Linked DNA regions of Drosophila melanogaster: region 2 is linked to region 1. A link is a contact called in public HiChIP or PLAC-seq data. All regions are on one chromosome and are shown on one strand. Each heading gives the region's core, a stretch centred on a gene start, on an enhancer-like site or on the middle of the called end of the contact. The rest is flanking DNA. Distances are from core to core; before and after follow the strand shown. Region 1 holds the start of Sirt2 (Sirtuin 2). Region 2 holds the start of Stat92E (Signal-transducer and activator of transcription protein at 92E).

Evidence for each region. HiChIP or PLAC-seq counts read pairs in DNA pulled down with a chosen protein or histone mark.
Region 2: a contact with region 1 is called in a POLR2A S2P HiChIP or PLAC-seq map of the Kc167 cell line, with 5 times the contacts expected there. The contact joins the promoter of Stat92E here to the promoter of Sirt2 in region 1. A contact is called at or near these places in 9 of 107 Hi-C or Micro-C datasets (the D17-c3 cell line, the Kc167 cell line, the S2 cell line and 3 more) and 3 of 6 datasets of contacts at active chromatin or transcription factors (the Kc167 cell line and the S2 cell line).

Annotation. Positions count from the first base shown.
Region 1 is chr3R:20,324,571-20,330,931 of dm6, forward strand. Sirt2 (Sirtuin 2) reads left to right here and starts at 3,895. Exons shown (of 4, transcript NM_001300493.1): 1 at 3,895-4,103; 2 at 4,159-4,250; 3 at 4,307-4,403; 4 at 4,459-6,345. The coding sequence starts at 4,019. The coding sequence ends at 5,345. CG4360 reads right to left here and starts at 3,433. Exons shown (of 3, transcript NM_142622.3): 1 at 2,303-3,433; 2 at 1,746-2,228; 3 at 1-1,582. The coding sequence starts at 2,966. The coding sequence ends at 1,059. It also overlaps asRNA:CR45800.
Region 2 is chr3R:20,549,885-20,556,245 of dm6, forward strand. It overlaps Stat92E (Signal-transducer and activator of transcription protein at 92E), which reads right to left and starts at 2,427. Exons shown (of 8, transcript NM_001275828.1): 1 at 2,197-2,427. DPCoAC (Dephosphocoenzyme A carrier) reads right to left here. Exons shown (of 6, transcript NM_001300499.1): 2 at 4,822-5,035; 3 at 4,012-4,315; 4 at 3,686-3,951; 5 at 3,243-3,426; 6 at 2,501-3,172. The coding sequence starts at 5,014. The coding sequence ends at 3,025. att-ORFB (alternative testis transcripts open reading frame B) reads right to left here and starts at 4,516. Exons shown (of 5, transcript NM_206523.3): 1 at 4,369-4,516; 2 at 4,012-4,315; 3 at 3,686-3,951; 4 at 3,243-3,429; 5 at 2,751-3,172. The coding sequence starts at 4,406. The coding sequence ends at 3,700.

The DNA.
Region 1 (6,361 bases), core at 2,645-5,144:
GCGCGTAGTCATTTGAGTAGAAGATGCTGCTAAGTATGCGCTAAGAGTACACTTATATAAATAGTTGCTGTTTTCGATTTCCGTTCGGTTCGGTTGCGATGACGCTTTATGTCGGTTCAGAGCGGGCGGGATTACACATAGTATAGCAATAACTAGTTTTACTTTTAATTAATTTACTTTACTTTGCTGGCGGGCTTAACATTTAACACGACGAGAAAAGCTGAATGAAGCCGATGCTCGGAACTAATTGTTAGGGATCGAGGGATCTAGGGGCATGGGTGACAACAGTTGCATAGGAGGATAGCTGTAGTATGGATCGATTTGATTCCTCAAGAAGCTTCGGTGCTAAAGAAATCCTAATAACTCTTTGACCATTTTACCTTAAAACAAATAATATAACTTGAATTGTATCAGTTTTAAACAATATCAATATTTTTTTTTTTAGTAAGATGTTCCTTGTAAAGGAAATATAAAAGACAACAATTATGCATATACAGGCATAAAAGGTTATTGTGCAAAGTAGGTCACATCTAAATTTATTGTAGTCATTTTCCTTGCCATTCGAAAACAGCAACCAAACTTAAAAAGACGCCGATGATTCATTTACAAAGCTTTGAAAAGCGAGAAATTGATGGGTATTAAAAGATAATAAAACGTTTTAGACTAAATGGCTTTAAAGTGCCTTAAGATACCTTTAACACACCGACTCAAATCGAACCATCATGGGATAGTATAGAGTTTAGGCCTAAACACCCTGTATCATATCATCTGTGGCTTATGCCAACACGGCTAGCCTTAATTTACAATTGGACACGCATGTGGATCAGCTCTCTACGATATAGTTACATACAATTGCGCTCTGCACAGCAGGTAAATAACACTTTCGAGTATATATTCAAATATAGTATTCATGTAATCGTATTCGTATGCCGTATATGCGATCTATAAGTGTATGTGCTATGTGGCATGCATATTGCACTATTCCTCAATGGCTGCTTGACTGGCTGGCTGGCTGGCTGCGGACCTGGATCGCGTTGCGATCTGGATCTGAAGTGGGTCTAGCAGGTGTGCACCCGCAGGTGGTTTTGCAGTGTGCTTTTTTGCCGGAACTGTTTAGGACAAAAGGAACAGTTGTAGGGCTTTTCACCGGTGTGGATCTTCATGTGGTTGTTCAGCGTGGCCACCTGCCGGAAGTTGACCTCACAGATCTTGCACTTGTAGGGCTTCTCTCCGGTGTGCGTCTTGATGTGATTTACCAAGGTGCTCTGCTGTGAGAAGAACCGCTGGCAGACGCTGCAGCCAAACGGCCGGTCCGGATTGTCGCCCTTCAGCATGTTGATGGTGCCCACTACGGTCATCCGGCCCGACGGCGAGCCGCCCGCCTGGAAATGCTCCACCTTGGTGTTGGCCGCCGCCGTGGCCACTACCGAGCTGACCGTGGTGCTGCCGTCGAGGAAATGCAGTAGCGGATGGTGGTCCAGCTGGATGATGTTCGCCGTGCTACCGTGCAGGTTGTTCGGCAACAGGCCACTGGTCAGCTGCTGCGTCCCGGGCGCCAGAGGAGCGGGCATTGAGTGATCCACTGCAGATTGACGGTACGGAGTTGGATTGTTGGATGATTTGTTGAAGTTAGCATGCGTACAAGATTTAAATAAAAGCTTCGTTAGGGAAGAGCGTTAATAATCAATGCACACATGGATAACAGAAAGCGGCTCATTGGTAGGGCGAACACACAAGCGGCTCACCTGTGGCTGTGACGGCGCCTCCGCCGCCTCCTGCTCCACCGACGCCTCCAGGCGCTATCTGATGCGTGTGCGTCTTGAGGTGGTTGGTAAGGGTGCTCTGCTGGCGGAACTGCATGTGGCAGTAGGAACACGTGTACGGCTTGTCGCCCGTGTGGATCTTCTTGTGGTTGGCCAGCGTCGCCAGCTGGCTAAAGGACTTGTCACACGTTTCGCACTTGTACGGCTTAGGATCGATGTGGGTCCGCTCGTGGTTGTGCAGCGTGCTCAGCTGCGGGAAGCGGCGCTTGCAAACGCTACACTGGAACGGCTTCACCAGCTCCTCGGCCGCCGGCGAGCTGTAGCTGCCGGAATACAAGGTCTTTGAGATTTGGACGCGCTGATGCTGCTGCTGGTAGGCCTGGTGCATCTGGGACTTTCGGTGTTTGCCACTGCCCGTCTGCGGCTGATAGTTCAACAGGGAAGTTGGCGTGCTGGACTCCGCCGCTGTTGCCCGTAAGCGAAGCGAGAAATAGAGTTAGGTCATAAGGTCTATTGGGACGATGCGACCACACACTCACCCTTGTGCGTCTTGATGTGATTGATCAAGGTGCTCTGCTGGCGAAAGTCCTTGGCGCAGATGTTGCAGGTGAACGGCTTTTCTCCGGTGTGGATTTTCACGTGGTTGGTTAGCGTCGAGATCTGGCGGAAGGCCTTGTCGCAGTGTTTGCACTTGTAGGGCCGCTCGTCCGTGTGGATCTTCATGTGGTTGCGTAACGTGGTCAGCTGCCGGAACTTGTTCTTGCACACGTGGCACTGTTTCTTCTTGCGCGGATCGTCCACCACCACCTCCTCCTCGCTAATCACGCTCTGCACCTCCTGTTTCATAGGAGAAATGGGCGTGTGGCTGCCCCCGCCTCCTCCGCCACTGTTCGCTGTTGTAGTGGATATGTCCAGCAAATGGACCAGCGGGTGCTGTGGATGGAGCATGGCTTGGTGGGTAGGGTGCTGGATGGCCTGCACGGCGGTGAGTTGATGCAGCGCAAAGGGACTCTGTTGCAGGCTGGCCAGTGTGGTGGGCTGCTGCTGTCCCGAGTTGGGACCCGGTCCAGATCCACCATTACTCCCTCCTCCACCGCCACCGCCACCTCCTCCTCCGCCGCCACCGCCATGGGAGGCTGGCAGTTGGTAGTGCTGATAGTTGGCCATGGCTGCCGTGGCGGCTGTCGCATGGTTCAGATGCATGATATTCGAGAGATATGATCCTAGCGTGGATCTACAGTCTGCCCATCGGCGGCGTTACACAATGGCGGCCACCGACGACCCTCGGCCATTCCCCGCCCCCGCAGTTGCTTCCACTGCGCCGCTCCTTTTGGGGCCTTTTTTGATTTGTTATTTCAGTCGTCTGGTTTGCACTTCTGTGTACTTTTGCTGCGCTGCTGCTGCTTCTTCTTCTTCTCTTCTTCAACACGCTGCTTACGCTTCCACGTAGCGATTGGGAGGGCCTGAATCCGCGGCCACTTTGTCGCGCACTTCCCCACGATCAGTTTCCACCGTTTTCGCTCGCTTTTGGGGCGCTTTCTCCGCCGTTTCTGCAGTTTTTCCAGGCCACGCTCTTTTTGTATCCGTATCCTTATCAAAACAAAAATGACTGGCGTGGTTTTCCAGGGCTGAGCGAACGGGCAGAGCTGCACCCCCGCCGAACATCGAGTAATCGACTATCGGCCGGCCAGGGCTGGTGGCGCTAGAGAGCCTAACACTGGGTGGGTCGATAACAGCTATCGATTATTTGGACACTCCGTGCTGACAATTCAGCTGATTTTAACCTTTCAATTAGTTTATATTCAGATATCAACAAAGTGTAATTGTTATTTTATCTATACTCGATTTTGTAACTTTGCGCCCTTCTTAGCTTTAGTTATTCTATTATTCGGTTCCTTTTTGTTTAATGAGTCATAATATGTTCTAACCGTTACAAACACATATTTATTTGCGACCCTTAATAAATCGCTGTTAAATAAAAATCTTTCATTGATAGGCTACTTAAAGTAATTATAATATTTTGGTTTGCTCGCACAAATTTGATTTTAAAATCTAAATCAATAAGCAATGAAATTAAAATTCTAGCTTTTTAATAGCTGTTAGAGATAACTTATTCGTTAGCCTAAACCTATCGATAGTTGTCAGAACTTGTTTTGCTTTTTACGTTAAAACAAAACGCAACATAAACAATTGGGAGAATTCATCACACTATCCTCAGATTTACATACTTTCACCGGAAGGTGAATCTGTTTACCATGGGCGACATCGAAGTAAAGAAGGAGGAACAACCGACGACGCCCTCCAATTCCTCGTCCAGTGACGACGACGAGGAGGCCCCAGGCTAGTCTAAATAGTTAGGTCTTTACTGTCACTCATTAATTGAATTGAATTCTAGACGACACAATGGATAAGGTTCGACGCTTCTTTGCAAACACTCTACATCTCGGCGGCTCCTCGGACGCAAAGGAGGAAGTTAAAGTAGAGAAGGTGAGCGGAGCACCCGATAATTTGATTATCATATTGATTAAATCGCAAATTTGCAGGTTATTCCAGATTTGAGTTTTGACGGCTTTGCCGAACATTGGCGTGTGCATGGTTTCCGCAAGATTGTGACCATGGTGGGAGCCGGCATATCTACATGTTGGTACATTCTATATACCATTGTAAAAACTTACTAAGTTATCGCCATTCCTAGCTGCTGGCATTCCGGATTTCAGATCCCCAGGTTCCGGGTTATACAGCAATCTGAAGAAGTACGAGCTGCCACATCCTACGGCCATATTCGATCTGGACTACTTCGAAAAGAATCCAGCGCCGTTTTTTGCACTGGCCAAGGAACTTTACCCTGGATCCTTCATTCCCACGCCGGCCCACTACTTTATCCGTTTGCTTAACGACAAGGGACTACTGCAGCGCCACTACACCCAGAACATAGACACGCTAGACCGGCTTACTGGCCTGCCCGAGGACAAGATCATTGAGGCCCATGGCAGCTTCCACACCAACCACTGCATTAAGTGCCGCAAGGAGTACGACATGGACTGGATGAAGGCGGAGATCTTCGCCGATCGTCTGCCCAAATGCCAAAAGTGCCAAGGCGTTGTTAAACCAGACATTGTTTTCTTTGGCGAAAACTTGCCAAAGAGATTTTACTCCAGTCCTGAAGAGGATTTCCAGGATTGCGATCTGCTGATCATCATGGGCACATCGTTGGAAGTGCAACCGTTTGCTTCACTGGTGTGGAGACCAGGACCACGTTGCATTCGCCTCTTGATCAATCGCGATGCAGTGGGTCAGGCCAGCTGTGTGCTCTTTATGGATCCCAACACGCGATCGCTACTCTTCGATAAGCCCAATAACACTAGGGATGTGGCCTTTCTGGGCGACTGTGATGCTGGCGTAATGGCTCTGGCCAAAGCCTTGGGCTGGGACCAAGAGCTGCAGCAGCTAATTACAAGTGAAAGGAAGAAACTGAGCGGCAGCCAGAATAGTGAGGAGCTGCAACAAGGCAAAGAGAAACCGCAATCGGACCCGGATAAGATGACTTCGGGCGATAGGGACAAGAAGGATGCTTCGCTTTAGACCCTAAGATTAGTTAGTAACATCCGTAGTTAATTTGTAGTTGAATTGTGCAATTTGTTTACATGTGGATTACGTGTATAAAGCGGACAATGCCAAGCGCAGGCATTGCTGGCTAATACCGCGAGCTTTCTTTCTCCTCCGTTTCCGGCATTCAATTATTCAAGTGCCATTTGTGAGCCATTAGCGTGTCCCTTTTGGCCGGGCCACCATAAACCGCAAAAACTGATTGAGTTGCTCTGCCGTTTCCGGCGCACAAAAAGCAGCAAACCGCCAACAAAGGTTAACTCTCGACATGTTTCTGTTTCGTTTTCTGCTCTGATCCGGGCTTGGCTATGGATTTCGATGCTGGTGTTGGTGTTGGTGCTGATGCTGATTTCGATTCAGTTACAGCTGCCCAGCCCCTCGACATGGCTCGACCGCTGCTGTGGGCGTGGCATGTGGCATTCTAACTGCCTGTTTGTGTGGCTTACACGGATGCTGCTCCTGCTCCTGCTCCTCCTCCTGCTGCTGCTGCTACTGCTGCATCAACTTAATGACTCGCAATCTGTCCTGCAGAAGCACACACGCACAAAGCGAAAGAGACACACACGGTAGACCGGTAATGAAGCTTCTGCGGTGAATTGGCCAATAGAAAATACGTACGGGCAGGACTAATTAAAACCAAGCTCGCAATCGGGCCAGCGGATAGCTACTGCCGGGGTACACAACCGGATATTGTTAATCGTTGACAGGGGCGACGGTTCGGAGGTGGATGCATGGTATGATGGGAGGCATCCCAGCCTGTCAACTTCGGGACATGAATGGCTGCAGATGCATTAGGAAATCAAATGCAGCCACGGAAATATTGATAGCCACGCAATTTGTTGCAGTTTCAGCTGCCACTGCTGTTGCCATTGGAATTGCACTTGCTTTTGGCCCAAAACTTTTGCAATTAAAGCTAATGGCCTAAGATCTTGTCTATGTGCAATTTTCCCGAGTCTTGCCTTCTCAGCGAATGTTTTGCTGCACAAATAAAA
Region 2 (6,361 bases), core at 1,177-3,676, 220 kb after region 1:
TAGAAGCCAGCCGGGTTATAGCCAGGCCAAGAAGTCATGGTGGAGAGAGGGGAAGCCCGCGACGGAGGAGGGGGCAGTAAGCGACCGACGACAGCGAGCAAGATAAAAGTGTTGAGCGCGCAGAAGTCGGCGACGTATGAAAGCAAGAGTAGCATGTGAATATGAGAATGATAGGGCCCCGTACGTCAGACACTTGAAAAAATAGTGCTAGAGTAACAGTTAAATATGTGTTGCCAAATGTTGTGATACCAGGTGTTGAATCGGGCCCCAACACATGGGATTAATTTACCAATGCCTTATACAAAAAATTGTATTATGTATTTATACAAAAAAGCTTAATTTTTTAAACAGAGGACATTAAATATATATAATTTTTAGTTTTATAGCCTCGCTTTCTCGCTGTGCAAGGGAGCGAGTGGGACGGTGAGATGGGGAACAGCTAATATACTCGATATCAGTGTTGTTGTTGCTGCCATTTGTGCTATTGCACTCGAAATTCTTGTTGCCTTTGTTTTTATGGGCTTTCCAGGAAACAACAATGAACGGGGAAGAAGAAGACCGGGAAACAGGAGCGTGAAGAACACATGTGCATGTGTGTGGGTATTTTGTTGATGTATAAATAAAGCGTCAAGTGGAAACACATGATGATGGTGCATCGAATTTGTGGCCAAAAGGCAGAGAACCTTCGTGAAGGCCTTGCGGAACCACCACACGCCCACCCACATTATTTGCGCAGTGCACATTTGCAGCGGAGTCCTCCCACCCACACACGCATTTATATACGTACCCCCCACCACTCGTAAATTTGTTGCTCTTTTTCTCCTATTTCTATTTACCTTTGGTACACAAACACCAACGCACAACACTGTGTAAACACACACGGCTGGCTGGTATCGGTTAGTTTGTATTGGTACGCCTGCCGCTGTTGCTCTTCGATATTTTTTATTATGTATTTGCCGTTTTATTTTTAAATCGCGCTGGCTTCACGCACACACAAACATTACACACACGACGCAGTGCGAGGGAGACGGAACGCACATGCACACCCGCACACGCACTGAGAATTTAGAAAAAAAAACTAGAGTCTCGACCAAAGGAAATCCTATCAGTTAAACGAATCCTTGAAAACAAAGTGCACTTGCAAAAGAATTCAACTGGTTGCGCATTTGAAAATTGCTCCGCATTCGAACAATTCCCTATAGTGGCTAAAAAACGACTGCCGCGTCTCTAGAGTTGGAGCGAAAGCGATCCACATGCGATACTATCGGACGATGAACACATGTGAACAATCGCTGTTAACAGTGGGTATCGATTCTGATAAATCTCTGCCAAACCGGGAAGATAGGAAATTCTAATTAGAAAATAAGTTGATTTAATTTTATAGAGCAGCGCAGTAAAATATTGTTAACAACCAGGGACCAAAGCTCGATAACTATGGTAAAACAAAATTTTTGAATTGTTATTACTTATAAATTTTTGACTTGGAATGCACATAATTAAACAAATAGCATTTAGGATTTTTCGTAAAGATGTTCTAAAAGAAACATTAAGACTAAACAAGTTACGAAATATATATCTCTATCGTGCTAATATTCCACTAAACTTTGTGAGTTAATTAAAGAAAAATAAGTTGATTGAAGTTATTATTTAGAAGTAAAATGAATTTGATGGTGGAAAACTCTGATAACCCGAAGTGCAACCCTCGCACCCCTGTTAAGTTAACAGCACTGTCGGCTGCTAAAGAATAAACAATTTGCGAAGCTAATTGCGATAAACAAACATTTATCAAAGGGGGTTTACACCCATTTTCGCATCATTGTGGCGCCGCAGATATGAGTGCGCATGTTGTCTGTACACACACGAGCTGCCACCCACACATATGCACCGCTGGCGGTGTAATTAATTGCATTTGATTGATTTGTCCACCGAAAGTCAAGGTTACCCCAGACGCAGAGAAGCACAATTAATGGTCTTTTGCCAACTCTTGTGTATTCTGCATATAAACATACGCGACTTCTGAATTTTCACCTGTTGTGCGCAGCAACAAGCGAGCATGAGAATGCCACCCCCGACCCTCTTTAAATGAAGAGGGTTGGTGCTCGGAGAGGGGTTTTTTTAAGGCTGTGCCCCGTCTAATCAATAGGCCTTAAATAATTAATCCATTCCACAATCGGCGCAGCACAGCAAATCACTCACCTTTCAGATTGCCTTTTTGGTTATGGCAGGTGTTGGGGGAAAAACGCTTTTTATCCTTAAAACAACACCGCCTGCAGCTCACGGCTGTTGGGCCACCTAATTCCAGGGCAAATAGTCTTAATTATCACTTTTAAAACGCACTAAATTTACGTTGTTTTCGTTTTGCGAGCACTCGAATTTTTGCGAACGCGACTACCAGCATATTTCGATATACAGCACCCCCGCAAAAGATGTTATCGCGTAATCGCCGGAGGTGCCACCTGTCACAACCGATGGCGCGCGTTTTAAAAACGATTGAGATAATCGATCAGTTAAACAATTTTGTAAATTTTAATAATAAAAACACACTAACATACAAGAATTACATAGTATATGCTGGTGTGAACACCCTCAAATTCATGACTATTTTAACAGTCGCAGCGCCTTGACATTGAGTTGGCAATACACAATATACAAAATGTTCGGGTAAATCGTAATCATTAATCTAGGAGTGTTATTGTCAAAGCAACACCATTGAATACGAGGTCCTGGGGAGCAGTATGTGCCAGGCGAGTCATTATTCAGACAGTTTATTGGCTGATATACTTTCGGCTTACGGCGATAATAAATCAATTACGGTTAATAACAAAGTTAAGCGCTTTCGGGTGTCTTCACTTCATCGCTTCTCTCCCTCACAACTAACAGCTAAAAAATATCTAACAATTAGAGCATGTCGGTGCTTCACTTCTATTTCCTCAGCTCATCCATCGATCGCGAGACTTAAGATCAAAGCAGTGCGTTTTTGGTGTGGTGTTTATGGGTGACGAGTGGCAGGGGCAGGGAGCTGGGCTATTTCTCAACCCGTCTCAAGTTGGCCAGCTCCGTGAGCCACGCCTTGATCAGATCGTAGGTGGAGAAGCTGATGCCCACGGCGATGGGTCCCTTGATCCAGTTCATGCTAAGTCCCTTGTAGAAACCGTTCTTGACGCCCTCCTCACTGTTTGGAAATCGTAATTAAAATCGCAATTAAAATATGAATAAAATCGTTGACAAAGATTTGCACGCACCGATAGATCTTGACGAGAGTCTCCAGGATGGTTGGGTACCGATCTCCGCCAGCCGTGTTCACCCGCATTGTCTGCATTCTTCGCCGCACAATGTCCAATGGATAGCTGGCCGTTTGCCCGGCGGCACCAGCCGCAGCACCGAAGGCCAGCGAGACTAGAGTATTGGGTTTATTGTTGCCGACCACTTCTGCAAGCAAACAAGTCATTTAGTTGGCAAATTCAGTGAGCACTTAATTAGAATATAGGTAACTTCTACTAGCATAATCAAAATAATGACAATGACCCAGAATGCCGGTTTAAATTGAAATTATCTGTATAATTCCACAATAAACTTGGGGCTTAAAACCGAATTCTATGGACATATACAATATACAAGAATTTTTAAATGAACATCTCCCCTAAGTCTATAGAATTTTATATTAGGATATAGGTAGTATTCCTACCATAGTATTCCCGCTTAAGAGTCTCGTAGGTGAAGAAGGAGGTGCCCGCATAGGGAATCACGCCGAGAACGGTCGCCCAGTAGCCGCGGAACAGCGTCCGCGGACCCTCCTCCACCCAGATCTTGGTGAAGACTTGTCGCAGCGTCCGATAGCCAGTATACCGATCCGTGACGGCCATGCGGGCGCGTGCCAGGTCCAGAGGATACGTCAGCGACTGTGAGGTGATTCCCGCCAGGGAGCCAGCCAAAAACCGACGACCTTTCGTGCTGCAAAATAGAATGATTCGCCATGAAGTTGGTGAGAATCTAGAGCATAGTACAACTCACTTGGTGCCGTCCTTGTCGACGTGCAGGATGCGACGCCACTGCTCGTGGGCCGTGAACTGTATGGCTGCGTAGGGCACGATTCTGGCCATCGTGGCCGAGTTCCCCCGCCACAGGGCCAAAACGCCCTCGTTGGCATAGGTGTTTTGCAGGTAGCGCAGCGAGGCTCGAAACGAGAAGGGCACATCGTTGCGGATCTGGAAGTTGATCTTTGTGCGGTCCAGCGGGGCGATGACCGTCTTGGCCAGCGCCCCCGCCGCTGCTCCGGATATCAGGCTGATCACCACCTGGTCGATTTTCTGGCGCACTGAAATAGTAAATGGTAGAAAATGAATAGAAAATCTCAATATGCATTCATACCCGAATGCGCGACTATGGATAAATAAACGGAGGGACATAGGAAACTTTGACACTCCACTACGCTCTATAATTTAGTTCGGTTTGAAGTCAAATACTCGACATTTTACTGTCGACAAACACAAAAATTCAAGAGTTTTCATTGTGTCGCCAATGTAATTTAGCGTTTCCCTAATTTTTGTTTGGACATGTTTGGCATTCAAGTGGAATCGAAGTGCCTACTATAAAATGAGTCCTGGATTTAAGCTCATAGTTAAATAGGTCCATTTTATAATGCTTAGTAGTTACTAGGAATTGGAAATCACATTGCGAGAAAGTTCATTGAATTTGATTTTTGTACATGTTAATTAAGATTGTAGCTTTATTTACTGCCTTCAAGTATCAAAATGTTTGAAATCCTTGGCTATGCGTCTGGAAAACAAATCTCTCGTGAATTGTCTTTTGCGCCTTACTTACTGGGTGTGACTGTAGTGGCGGGTACGAGGACTACTCCAGATGTTTCCGATGGACTCAGCTGGGTGCGGGATGTGTCCGCATCGTCCAGGTCCGAGGACAGCGTCGCCGAGGCTGTCGTCATCGTGCTCGAGAGCTGACTACCCGTGGACTTGATGGACATGGCGATGTTGGGCTTCTCCAGGAGTCGGCTCATCGCAGACTCGGACTGGGGGACCTGAAATCAATTTGCATATCAATCTGAGCCGGCTATATTGGACCACCAAAAAAGCGCAGGCTTATCGACACCACTGATAAGAGCTCAATATGGCCAAAACTAATCTAAACCAGCCGAAAATTGCTTTGCTTTCATAAGACTTCCCAGCAGAGACACATATAGCAAACTGAGTGGGCGCTGCTGTACAGCTGAGGTCAACATAATAGCACAACTAACTTATATATTAATATTTTGAGAATGAAGCTTCTAAAATCCAACTAACAGGTTAGGTTTAAACTGAAAGCATTTCTATTGTACCATGAATTATTGGTAAATGATTTTATTTTAATCTAGAATTCTTCTAAGCACAGTAGCTAATAGTTTAGGTGCAACTTTATGACAAGTGTTTGGATTTCTTATCAGCCAACGAACGACAAAAACACAGCTTTGGATTTCGCTGATAATTGATATGTGTGACCAATAATGAAAAACAATAGTACTGCTCTTATTATTGTATTGATTGTGAAGAGTAAATAAATTGGGTGCTACTCTTGCACAGACAGGTGTATTTATGGAGCCCAGGAAAATATTATGTGCGCCTGTTGATAGCGAAAACACACATTTCGCAAGTTCATGCAAATAATATTCAATTGCTCTCGCAATTGTTTCGTAATTGTTAGAAGCACGTTCCCTTGGCATAGGTTCAAAAATAGGCACTCGGATGGCTTTTAGCGTCCAACCAACCCATAATATTGACCAATATTCAGCTATCTGGCCAAGTACCATTGGCTCCCGGCAATTGAACTTTGCTTTGGGCCCCAAGTCGAGTCATTCTCGAGCCAACTACTCGGGTTCTCAGCCGGAATTGATAAGGCTTTGGCCAGCTGCTAATTGGGTCTCACATTAGATAGAAGTGGAGTGTTCCAGAAGAGATCGGAACGGATCGATGTACCCGCTCTCGCCTCTCTCGCACTCCAAAGAGCAAACAAGCCCGCAAACCGGTTGGTTTCGTTTGCTCATTATGGAAGGCAAAAGGCACCGAATTATCAGTTGATATATGTACATATGTACATAAGTAAGTGCCCAGTGTATATATATGTACATACATATATATGTACCTGTTTATGTGTGGCACACACCTCCAAAACAATTATCATGCCGAAATATTAAAATGTGAGCTCAGCTCGCCCGAATGTGCGGAATATGACAGCACGTGTGTTTTGATTACCGATTTTTTTGGGGGGTTGGGCACTTTTCCAAGTTCAACAGCTGAGCGCGGCTAAAATTAAACGCTTTTCATTGAGCAGCCGGTGCGGGAAATCTTTGGGAGCAAAAACCGAGAGCGTT